Linked DNA regions of Sus scrofa: region 1 is linked to region 2. A link is a contact called in public promoter capture Hi-C data. All regions are on one chromosome and are shown on one strand. Each heading gives the region's core, a stretch centred on a gene start, on an enhancer-like site or on the middle of the called end of the contact. The rest is flanking DNA. Distances are from core to core; before and after follow the strand shown. Region 1 holds the start of ZNF75D (zinc finger protein 75D). Region 2 holds the start of HPRT1 (hypoxanthine phosphoribosyltransferase 1).

Region 1 (4,861 bases), core at 947-3,446, 570 kb before region 2:
CACAGCTCAGTAACACTGGATCCTTAACCCACTGAGCGAGGCCAGGGATCGAACCCACATCCTCATAGATACTAGCTGGGTTCTTAACCCATTGAACCACAATGGGAACTCCCTTTTTTCTGTTTTATTTTTTTTTAAGGTTGATGGGTGAAAAACTGACACCCATTCACTAAAAGGAGCTCTGATATCAACCAATACTTGATCTGTGTGCTTCCTGTACCACCTTCACAGATGAAGCATATTTGACTTTCTCTACTTTTTTTTTTGGTCTTTTTTTAGGGCCGCACCCACAGCAGGTGGAGGCTCCCAGGCTAGGGGTCGAATGGGAGCTGTAGCTGCCAGCCTACGCCTATCCCACAGCAATGTGGAAACCAAGCTGCATCTGCGACCTACACCACAGCTCCCAGCAAGGCCAGATCCTTAACCCAATGAACGAGGCCAGGGATTGAACCTACGTCCTCATGGATGCTAGACAGATTCCTTTCCACTGGGCCACAATGGGAACTCCCTCTCTAAAATTGTTGTGGGGGGGTGTCTTTTTTTTTTTTTTAAGAGCCGCACTGGCGGCATATGGAGGTTCCCAGGCTAGGGGTCCAATTGGAACTACAGCTGCCAGCCTACACCAGAGCTACAGCAACTCAGGATCTGAGCCACATCTGGGACCTACACCACAGCTCCCAGCAACACCAGATCCTTAACCCACTCACTGAGCGAGGCCAGGGATCGAACCCACAACCTCATGGTTTCTAGTCAGATTTGTTTCCACTGCGCCACGATGGGAACTCCCCTCTCTGAATTTTAATAGATGATCCTAGTTTCCTGTCTTTAGGCAGGGGGAAAACAACGTCTATGCCCCTTCATCCTCCTATGGAGACTGGCGCCTTTGCTTCATGGAATGTTTGATAGCCTCTTTTCCACTGTATTAATACTGGAAGGGAAACTAAGCCAGCCAGATCAGAAAAGAAATAATTAGTGAAAAAGTAACCTTATTCCTCTCGGAAAATATTCCCCTACCCAACAATCAGATATCAACAGTTTGGGGGGTTACCATTTGGGAAGACTTATAAAGGGCACTATGCAGCTTTGTATCTGTGTATGAATACTTTTGCTTCCTTTACTGGAAAAACTTACAGTTGGCTTTGTTTACAAGAAATCCCAATGTCAAGGTGTAAAAAAGGAAAGGAGAAACAGTGACGATTAACGTTCTTCAGAGACAGGAAGGGTCTTAGTAAAGGTAACCTTTCTCCTGACTTTTTATTTTCTCAGGGTCACAGAGACCTTAAGCAAGGCTGAGGATGGCCTTGGATTTTCTCGGAGGTGAAACAGCAACAAAGTTCTTTCAAGGATGCCACGGGCGTTCAAAGAAACGGTTGGTGCCTTGCTGCCTCTCCAGGCTCGGGAGGTACAGGGACAATTCCTGGATTTCTTGGTCAGGAGAAACTATTATCTCTGGAGCTGAAATGCGCCTTTCTCCAGTGATATGATCATAAGCCCGCAGAAACGGGCAAGTTTCGCTGGGCTCATTAGTAGGCATTACTGCCCCATCCCCCACTTACACCTCCTGGCTCGACCGCGAGGGCGCCCACAAGCACGCAGCACGCGGGCAACCTCCTAGCGCGCTCCGGCGCCTCGTTGGGTTTCATCTACACGCAAGGCTACAGAGAGGCTGCGTCCGGAGGTTAGAGGCGGCTGTAGGGCTCTAAGTACGCGCCTCGCTGAGAACAGGTCCTGCCGGTTTGCAGACAGACCCCCAGCCCGGCAATGATGCCACCGCGAAAAGGAAAAGGCTGCGCCCCCGCCCCTCCAGCTCACCGCCACGCAGCCGGCACGTGCGGCCGGTAGCTCTCGGGGGCTCTCCTGACCGAATCCAGAGCGAAAACCAGCTTCTTGATTACCTCCTCACAGCTCCGGCTTCCGTGGACGCCACTTCCCTCTTTCTGGGCTCGGCTGTGAAGTCGCCACGCCTCCCGCCGCCGCGGGGAGGAAGGAAGGTCCGGGTTCCCGCGCCCCCGGGGCCGGTGCCGGGAAAGCACGAGGCCCGGCGAGCCGGGCGCCAAGACGCCGGAATCCGGGAGCGCGGAGGCCTTGGAAGCTCAGTCCCCGGCCCGCCCCCGCTAGCGTCCCAAGACCGAACCCCGCCTCGCCATTTTGGGGTCGCGGGCTGTGGACCGGGCCCCGACCGGAAAAGGAAGAACACGTTTCCGGTGGCTGCGTGACAGCCACGCCCCGCATTTCCCGCCCTCCACCTGCGGAGTCCGGAACCGGCCCGCGGGTCCGCCTTTCCCATCCCGGGTTCAGCCCCGAAAGCCAAAAAGAGTTCAGGCCGAGTCTCCGGCCCGCGGGAGGCCTGGAGGCGCCGCGAAGGCGGCTTGTCGCCTGGGAACGATGCTGACGCCCGGCGCCACGATCTCGGTCCCCCGGACGTGCCGAGGGTCGTGCGTCCAGGTTACTCCTGCGTCGCGTTCGAGCAGCCGGTGGCCCTTTCTCCTGGAAAGTCCACCTGGTAAGGGCCACCTCCCCGAGAGTCATTACTAGGCTTCTCCTGGGACTCCTTGAGTTAAGAGGCTTTGGTCCTGGTGGTCCAGCCCCTCGCTAGATCAATAACAACAGTACATTAAAAAATAAATTTTATTAGAGAATAGGTGACTTACAATGTGTTAGTTTCAGGGGTACAGCAAAGTGAACCGGCCATGCATGTACATAAAACGCTTTCCTGGTTCGCTGGCGCGTCCTTCCCAACTATTATGGTTTTATTGTTTTAGGTAGGTTTTAACCGCATGGTGCAGGTTCCATTTCTATTTCTCTTTGAAATATAAAGAAATTGAGATGTGCGACGCGATGTCTGCAGGGTCACATGGATTACCGGTGGCAGATTTTAGACCAATTTTGGTCTCCTGTTGTCATATCTCGCGCTTTTGCTATTACATGATGCTTCCCTTAAGGACAGGAACTTTGTTTCGTCTTAGTTGTCCTGTAATGCTTTGCATAGTCCTCTGGAGAGGCATCTAAGAACCCAAATGTCTCGGCTTGTCAGCGTCCCAAAATTATCAGTGTTTACCTAGTGTTGAGCCATTTGGACAAAAGTTATCCATGTGAATCAAAGAGGAGAAACGGCGCGCATCTCAGTTTTACGGTGGAGATGAAACCGATGTAGTTTGGGTGTATTTTGGAAGTCGGTGTAAGAGACCGCTCAGGCGAGGGGACCAGATATCTGCCGGCTCAGGAGGAAAGTAAACAAGGAGCACCTGCCTGCCTTTTTACATGCAAATGCAGGTGAAGATAAGGTCAATCCTTGTTTGCAAAGCAAAGCCGCCTAAAAGTTTGCGAGAGGACACAGTTCGTTATCTGTGATTGTAAACCTAGTCAAGATGTTTGCTCCACCCGAGAATCATTTTCAGGATGATTCTATCAAAGCTTTGTTCCTGGGGTTGTACACTTTCAACTGAGTGTTTTATGACAGTGAAGGGGAAGTCAGAGCACTGTTGCTTCTGGACAGTTCCCAAGCTTACCTTACAACTGAATCACTAACCAAGGAAGATGGTCAGATAAAGGCATTTTCTTTCTCTTTCTTGCTCTCTCTTTTGATATAATAAGGTTTTAAAATTTAATATTAATATGGAATTTAATATTAATATGTGCAAAATTATTCCTTGAAATTGTCTTCAATAGAAATTATCTATATATTATATAGTTCACCATTTAGAATGAATACAGAAATAAATATAAGAATCTCTTCAATTTTCCTTATAACCTACTATGGCTTATATGCTCAAAGAAAAGAGAAAACTCCCTCCATGATTCTGTTGATGCTACAAATGAATTTCAAAAGTTTCATTTCGTGCTGAAGGAGATGCAACAAGTAGTGACCAAAAAACGATTCCAAAGTAGATTCCATTTGGAAAGTGGTAGCTTTAGAAACCGAAACCTCAGAATATTAACTTTGCTTCTGGTTCTAGTAATTAGATTTTTAAAACAGCTTTATTGTGATATAACTCACAAATCATACAATTCACCCATTTGCAGTACGCCAAAAGTCAGCAGTTTTTAGTATATACATAGAGCTATGCCACCAACATGGTACTCCGTTATAGTCAACACCAAACCCTTTTTTTTTTGGCCATGCCCACAGCATGTGGAAGTTCCAGGAATCAAATCTGTGCCACAGCAGCGACCTGGTGTTCCTTAAGTCACTGCGCCATGTCGAACTCCCCAACAGCAAACGCTTTATTTGTAAATCTTCATTTCCTTTAATTCCCCCCCAACCCTCAGTAACTACTGATCTACTTTCTGTCTCTATACATTTGCTTATTCTGAACATTTCGTGTAAATGGAATCATGCAGGATGTGATTTTTTGTGCCTGGCTTCTTTCATTAAGCCTGATGTTTCCAAGCTTCATCTATGTCGTAGCATGTGTCAGAACTTTGTTTTATTTTACTGCTGAATAATCGTCCATTGTGTGGTTTGACCACATTTTGTTTTGTGTAGATATACACGTGGAAGTGTTTGGGGGAAAGAATATGCCTTTTAGATTGTACATGTTTTCTCTTTTTAGTGTTTCAAAATGTAGGGATTAGCTCACCGAAGTGTGTGAGGGTTCTGATTTCTTCATATCCTGGCTAACACGTTTTACGATCTGTCTTTTTAAATTATCTCCATTGTAGTACATGTGACGGGGTATCTCACGGTGCTTTTGCTTTGCTTTTCCCCGATAGCTGATAATACTGACATATCGTCAGGCGCTTGTTGGCCATTTTATAAGGATATTAATGTTAACTGCAAAATCTATAAAAACATTTTGAGAGTGTGATATGAGCAAATTTTTATCAACAAGCATTGCCTATTATTTTAAATTTTTCCTGG
Region 2 (4,889 bases), core at 1,018-3,517:
GGAGGGGTTAAGAGCAGACTCTGGGGCCAGACAGCTTAGATGCAACTCCTAGTATTGCTGGGTAATCTTGGGAAAGTTACTTTACCTCTCTGAGCCAAATAATTTTTTTATACACATCAAAACAATTAATATGTGTAAAAGGCTTAGTAGCCAGCACATAGTAAGCACTATTTAAGTGTTCATTATTGCTAACATGCAGACAATTTCTGGGGAGGAAATAAAAAAAAGGAACAGGAATTTGGAAACCAAAAACACAATGAATATCTTGATGTTCAAACAAAACTAACAGCCAGTTCTAGCAAAAGTAATTCACTGTATGCTGGGGGAGGCACTAGACTCCAAAGCTTAAACTGAGTAAAAATGCTTGAGAATCTACTATTAGCATAACATTTAAGTGCCTGGGCCCTTGAGAGACCTAGGTTTGAGTCTGAGCGCCTCTTTTTTTTTTTTTTTTTTTTTTTTTTTAGGGTCTCTCCCACGGCATATGGAGGTTCCCAGACTAGGGGTCGAATGGGAGCTACAGCCACCGGCCTACACCACAGCCATAGCAATGCAGGATCCCAGCCGTGTCTGCGACCTACACCACAGCTCACCAAAATGCCGGATCCCCAACCCACTGAGCGAGGCCAGGAATCGAACCTGCGTCCCCATGGATACCAGTCAGATTTGCTTGTGCTGAGCCGTGACGGGAACTCCATGAGCTCCTCTTAATGACTGTATGACCTGAGTACGTTACATTAAGAGGTTAAGTTACTTAACCTCACTGAGGCTTCAAGGATTCCTCGTCTGTAAAATGATAATCACACTCTTGTTGGAGGGTTGTTTTGAGGACTAAATAGGTAGAACACAATAACATATCAGGGAACACAAAGGTTGTTCATTCACAAAGACCAGATATCCTTTCAGCAACACCATGGGGTAGCTAGCACCTCAGTTACACATAAGGGCACAAGTCGAGAAAGAGAAAAGTAGTTACCCACGGCCACACAGCTAGTAAATAGCCCAAACCAGCAGGATTCCAGGCCAGACTCCATGAAGCGCAGTGCTCTTTACCTCAAGTCACAATGCCTAATATGAAAGAGAATCCTTCCTTTTTTAGGGTTCAAGTGCTTAATTATTTAATTTATTTATCCAACAGACCATGTTGAGAATTTCTTACATGCCAGGCACTGGATTACAGTGGTGATTACTGCCCTTATAAAGTTTATGTTTTTATGGGAGAGATAATCAACAGGTAATCAGGTAACTGCAAAATAATAATAATAATAATAATAATAATAATAATAATAATAATGCAGGCTAAGGCATTTAACTGACAGACGGTTGGCTATTTTAGCAAGAGGGATCAGAAAAGGAAGGTGGGGGGAGGGTGCAGCTTGGCTAGTTCGAGAAATGAGAAAAAGAACCAATGAGTTTGGAGGCAGGATACCAGACACGAACGTCCTTGAAGGTTAAGGACCAGATTCGCATTTTCCGTCCCCCGCGGCATCAAAGAGCAGAGGATACGGATTCAAGAAGATCTGATTCGGAGGCTCGGCTACCTCTGGGCCGTGAGGAAATTACCTAATATCGGTTCACAATTTTCTACGTGTGTAAAAAAGGTAGGCATGGTGACTGCTGCCAAGGCTGCCGTGAGGATGCAACGAGGCAATGCGCATTCCCACAAACATTCATTATAATGTTTGCAGAACTAGGTGAAAATACCAGTCCACGCATGCCTCCCATGTGGTCGTTTCCGTGCCCCGGGGCCCTCTCGGAGGTGCCCCGAGGACCTCACCCCCAGTCCCCCAAATCTAGACGAGAGCCTCTCCTAAGAAAGCCCCCACCCTCACGCCGCCAGATCATTCCCGAACTGGCCCACGGCCCCTCCCCACCGCACGCTCGCAAGCCGCACATGTCAACCAAATCGCCATTTCCACCCTCTCTCCCCACACGCCGCCCTGCTTCCCGGGGCTCTCCGGGGGCGGCCACCCTGACCTCGCCATTCCGTCCCCCCCGCCGCCCCGGGGTGACGTTCGGCCGAACCCAGGGGGCTGCGGCCGCCCCCCCCACCCCCCGGCCCCGGGCCGCCCCGGCCCGAGCCCGCACTGCGGCCCCGCGCCTCGGGGGCCGGCGCCGCGGGCCTGGCCGGCCAAGCTGCTCACCACGACGCTGGGGCTGCGGGTCGCCATAACGGAGCCGGCTGGCGCGCGGGCTGAGGGCGGTCTGGGGAGGAGGAAGCCGGCGGCGGGGCCGAGCGAGAGGCGGAGGTGCAGCGGGAGGCGGCGCCGCGCGGGAAAGCCGAGAGGTCCGCCCGAGCGTTCTCCGCCGCCGCAACAGCCGCTCAGAGCCCGGGCGCGGCAGGCTCCGCCCCTCCCGCCCCGCCCCGCCCGAGGCCCCGCCCCCGGGCCTCCGGCGGGCGCCTGCGAGTTTCCACTCCCCCGAGGTGGCCGTGGGAATTGCGTTCCCGAAGAAGCGGCGTCTCCTGCGCAGCCTCCATCCCTCTTTCCCTCAGTTTCCCATCCAGACGGCTCCCCAATTCCCAGGACTGCCGCCGCCTTCCTTTCTTCCCTGTGGCCCTAAACTGGGCGCCGGCTCTTCAGGTTCCTGTCACCACGTGGTTCCTCTCGCCCAGCGTCCCCTTCTCAAGACCTTGGACTGCATTGCGGCTTCCATTTTCCTGACTCGTGGCCCAGTTCTAACACAAATCTTTAGATGGATGTAAGAGTTGAGACCTAGAGCCCTAGAGTCAGCCAGATCAGGGTACAAATCCGAGGGGAACACTTAACTGCTCTTTACCTTTCAGCCTTTTTCGTCTCAGTAAAATGAGGGTATTAACAAGGATCTTGTGAAAATTAAAGAAGCGATATGGCGTGTGCATATGTGTATATGTGATTTAGCACTGCACACAGTCAGTAAATAGGAACTGTTGCTATTATTGTTCTTTATTCTTGCCTCCACAATTCCTAATTAAACTGGGGGGAAAAAAATCTTCCCCTACTCTCCAGTAGGTCAGGTAAGCAAGTAATAGTTGTTCCATCCCTAACTCATCTGTGTAGCTCCAGCACCCATCACAGTGCCCAGCACTTAGCTGGTGGCCTCCATTAAGGCCACTGAGGAATAGATGGGAGATTTCACTGAACTCCGAGCCTGTCTCTTTATCAAAAAACGGTGCTGCTAACAACTTTTTTTAATGTAACTTTTGGTGAACATGAGTGCATTTCCTTTGACGTGCATATCAACACATTTTTATTATTCTTTTAACAAACATCGCTTCACTAGGAAGTTAATTCAGAGAACTTTCGGTTATACACTTGGCCCCTGACACATGTGGACTCAGCCGCCCACAATGGTTTCTAAATTAGGTACCCAACACTTCAGAACCCTCCCAGCTTGCTTTTGGCTTGCAGTTTCTTTCTTCAACCCCTGTGGTGCCACGTGCTCCCGTATTTTAACAGAGATTTTGAAATAATGAAAGCCCAATGATTGTAGAGACTAGAAACTGTCATTATTTTAACCCTGGCATTCTTTGCGACAACTTGGAGCTTTTACTTGTGTTTAAAATTGAAATGTAGTCTTTAAAAAACAAAAAAATATATATAAAAAAAACAATTTTTGGCCACACCCTCAGAATGCAAGAGTTCCTGGGCTCGGATGGAACCCGAGCCACAGCAGTGACAACTCCAGATCCTTAACCTGCTGAGTCACCCAGGGAACTCCTGTATTCTTTTCAATTTTGTTTTAAAACTACAGATGAAATCAAGAACATAATGGTGATTACTAATTTTAATATAGAGAATAATTTTGTCAGATAGACAAGTACTTTTCTCATATAATTTTGTCTTTTTTTTTAAAGTTATCTACTCTGGGTGTCAGGTGTGCCACCGTTTTTTACAGAATACCAGCATGCAGGAAGAAATAAGGAAAACATGGATACAATCCAAGATTCCTCTGTCCTACTCCTGCCTTTCCAGAAACAATTTTGTAGTCCACTTTGTGTGGACATAATGAGGAATTATTTCTGTTAGCACTCAGCAATTATACTCATTATATTCATTATGCTCAGCAATTCTGAGTATATTTCTGCTCCACATGTTACTTCATTTAGTAAGAGCTTTGTTTTTGCCATGGTGCTATGGTCCACCAAAATTCATATTTCTATGAAAAAAAATCATCACCTAAAAAACACTCACCCTAACTACAGAACGTTTAAAGTGAATGTACAATAGCTTTCTCTATGTCAGATGCTTCTCCTTCACCAGAATAAATTTCCATTAGCTTTACTTTGATTCCACGAATTGGATGAGAAATTGAACCATTCCTGGAATTGACCAACGTGATAGGTAATTTTATGTCAACTTGGCTGGGGCATGGTGCCCAGATGTTTGGTCAAACATTATTGTGGATGTCCCTGCAAAGGTGTTTTCTGGATGAGATACACATTTAAATCAGTGGACTTTGAGTAAAGCAGATTACCTTCCCTAAGGTGGGTGGCCCTCATTTGAAGGCCTGAAGAGAACAAAGGCTGACCGCTCCAGCAAGCAACAAGGAATTCTGCCAGCCTTTGGACTGCCACTGCCACTGCAGCTCTGGGTCTCCCGCCTGCTGACTTTCGCCATCAGATTTTGGACTTGCCGAGTCTTCACGATTGCATGAGCCAATTCCTTAAAATGAATCTCTCATTCTCTTTCTCCCTCCCTCCTCTCTCTCTCTCCCTCTCTCTTTTACACACACACTTCCTGTTAGTTTTGTTTCTCTAGAGAATTCTGACTAATATGACTGATTTTGTTTGAATCATCTCACAATCTCAATATAAAACTGACATCATTTAAGTGTGAAGTTCTGCTAATAGAGTACTTAGTAAAAGCTATTGGGTCACTTTTCATCATGTACAAGAAAACTTGAAATCA

Evidence for each region. Promoter capture Hi-C pulls out the DNA fragments that hold promoters and counts their contacts.
Region 1: a promoter capture Hi-C map of fetal liver shows a contact between it and region 2, with 4 times the contacts expected there. The contact joins the promoter of ZNF75D here to the promoter of HPRT1 in region 2. A contact is called at or near these places in 1 of 5 promoter capture datasets (fetal liver) and 1 of 2 datasets of contacts at active chromatin or transcription factors (alveolar macrophages).

What each region holds. Positions count from the first base shown.
Region 1 is chrX:110,887,645-110,892,505 of Sscrofa11.1, reverse strand. It overlaps ZNF75D (zinc finger protein 75D), which reads right to left and starts at 2,196. Exons shown (of 4, transcript XM_005657921.3): 1 at 1,896-2,196. It overlaps CT55 (cancer/testis antigen 55), which reads left to right and starts at 2,231. Exons shown (of 5, transcript XM_021080816.1): 1 at 2,231-2,503. The coding sequence starts at 2,386.
Region 2 is chrX:110,318,667-110,323,555 of Sscrofa11.1, reverse strand. It overlaps HPRT1 (hypoxanthine phosphoribosyltransferase 1), which reads right to left and starts at 2,267. Exons shown (of 9, transcript NM_001032376.2): 1 at 2,145-2,267. The coding sequence starts at 2,171.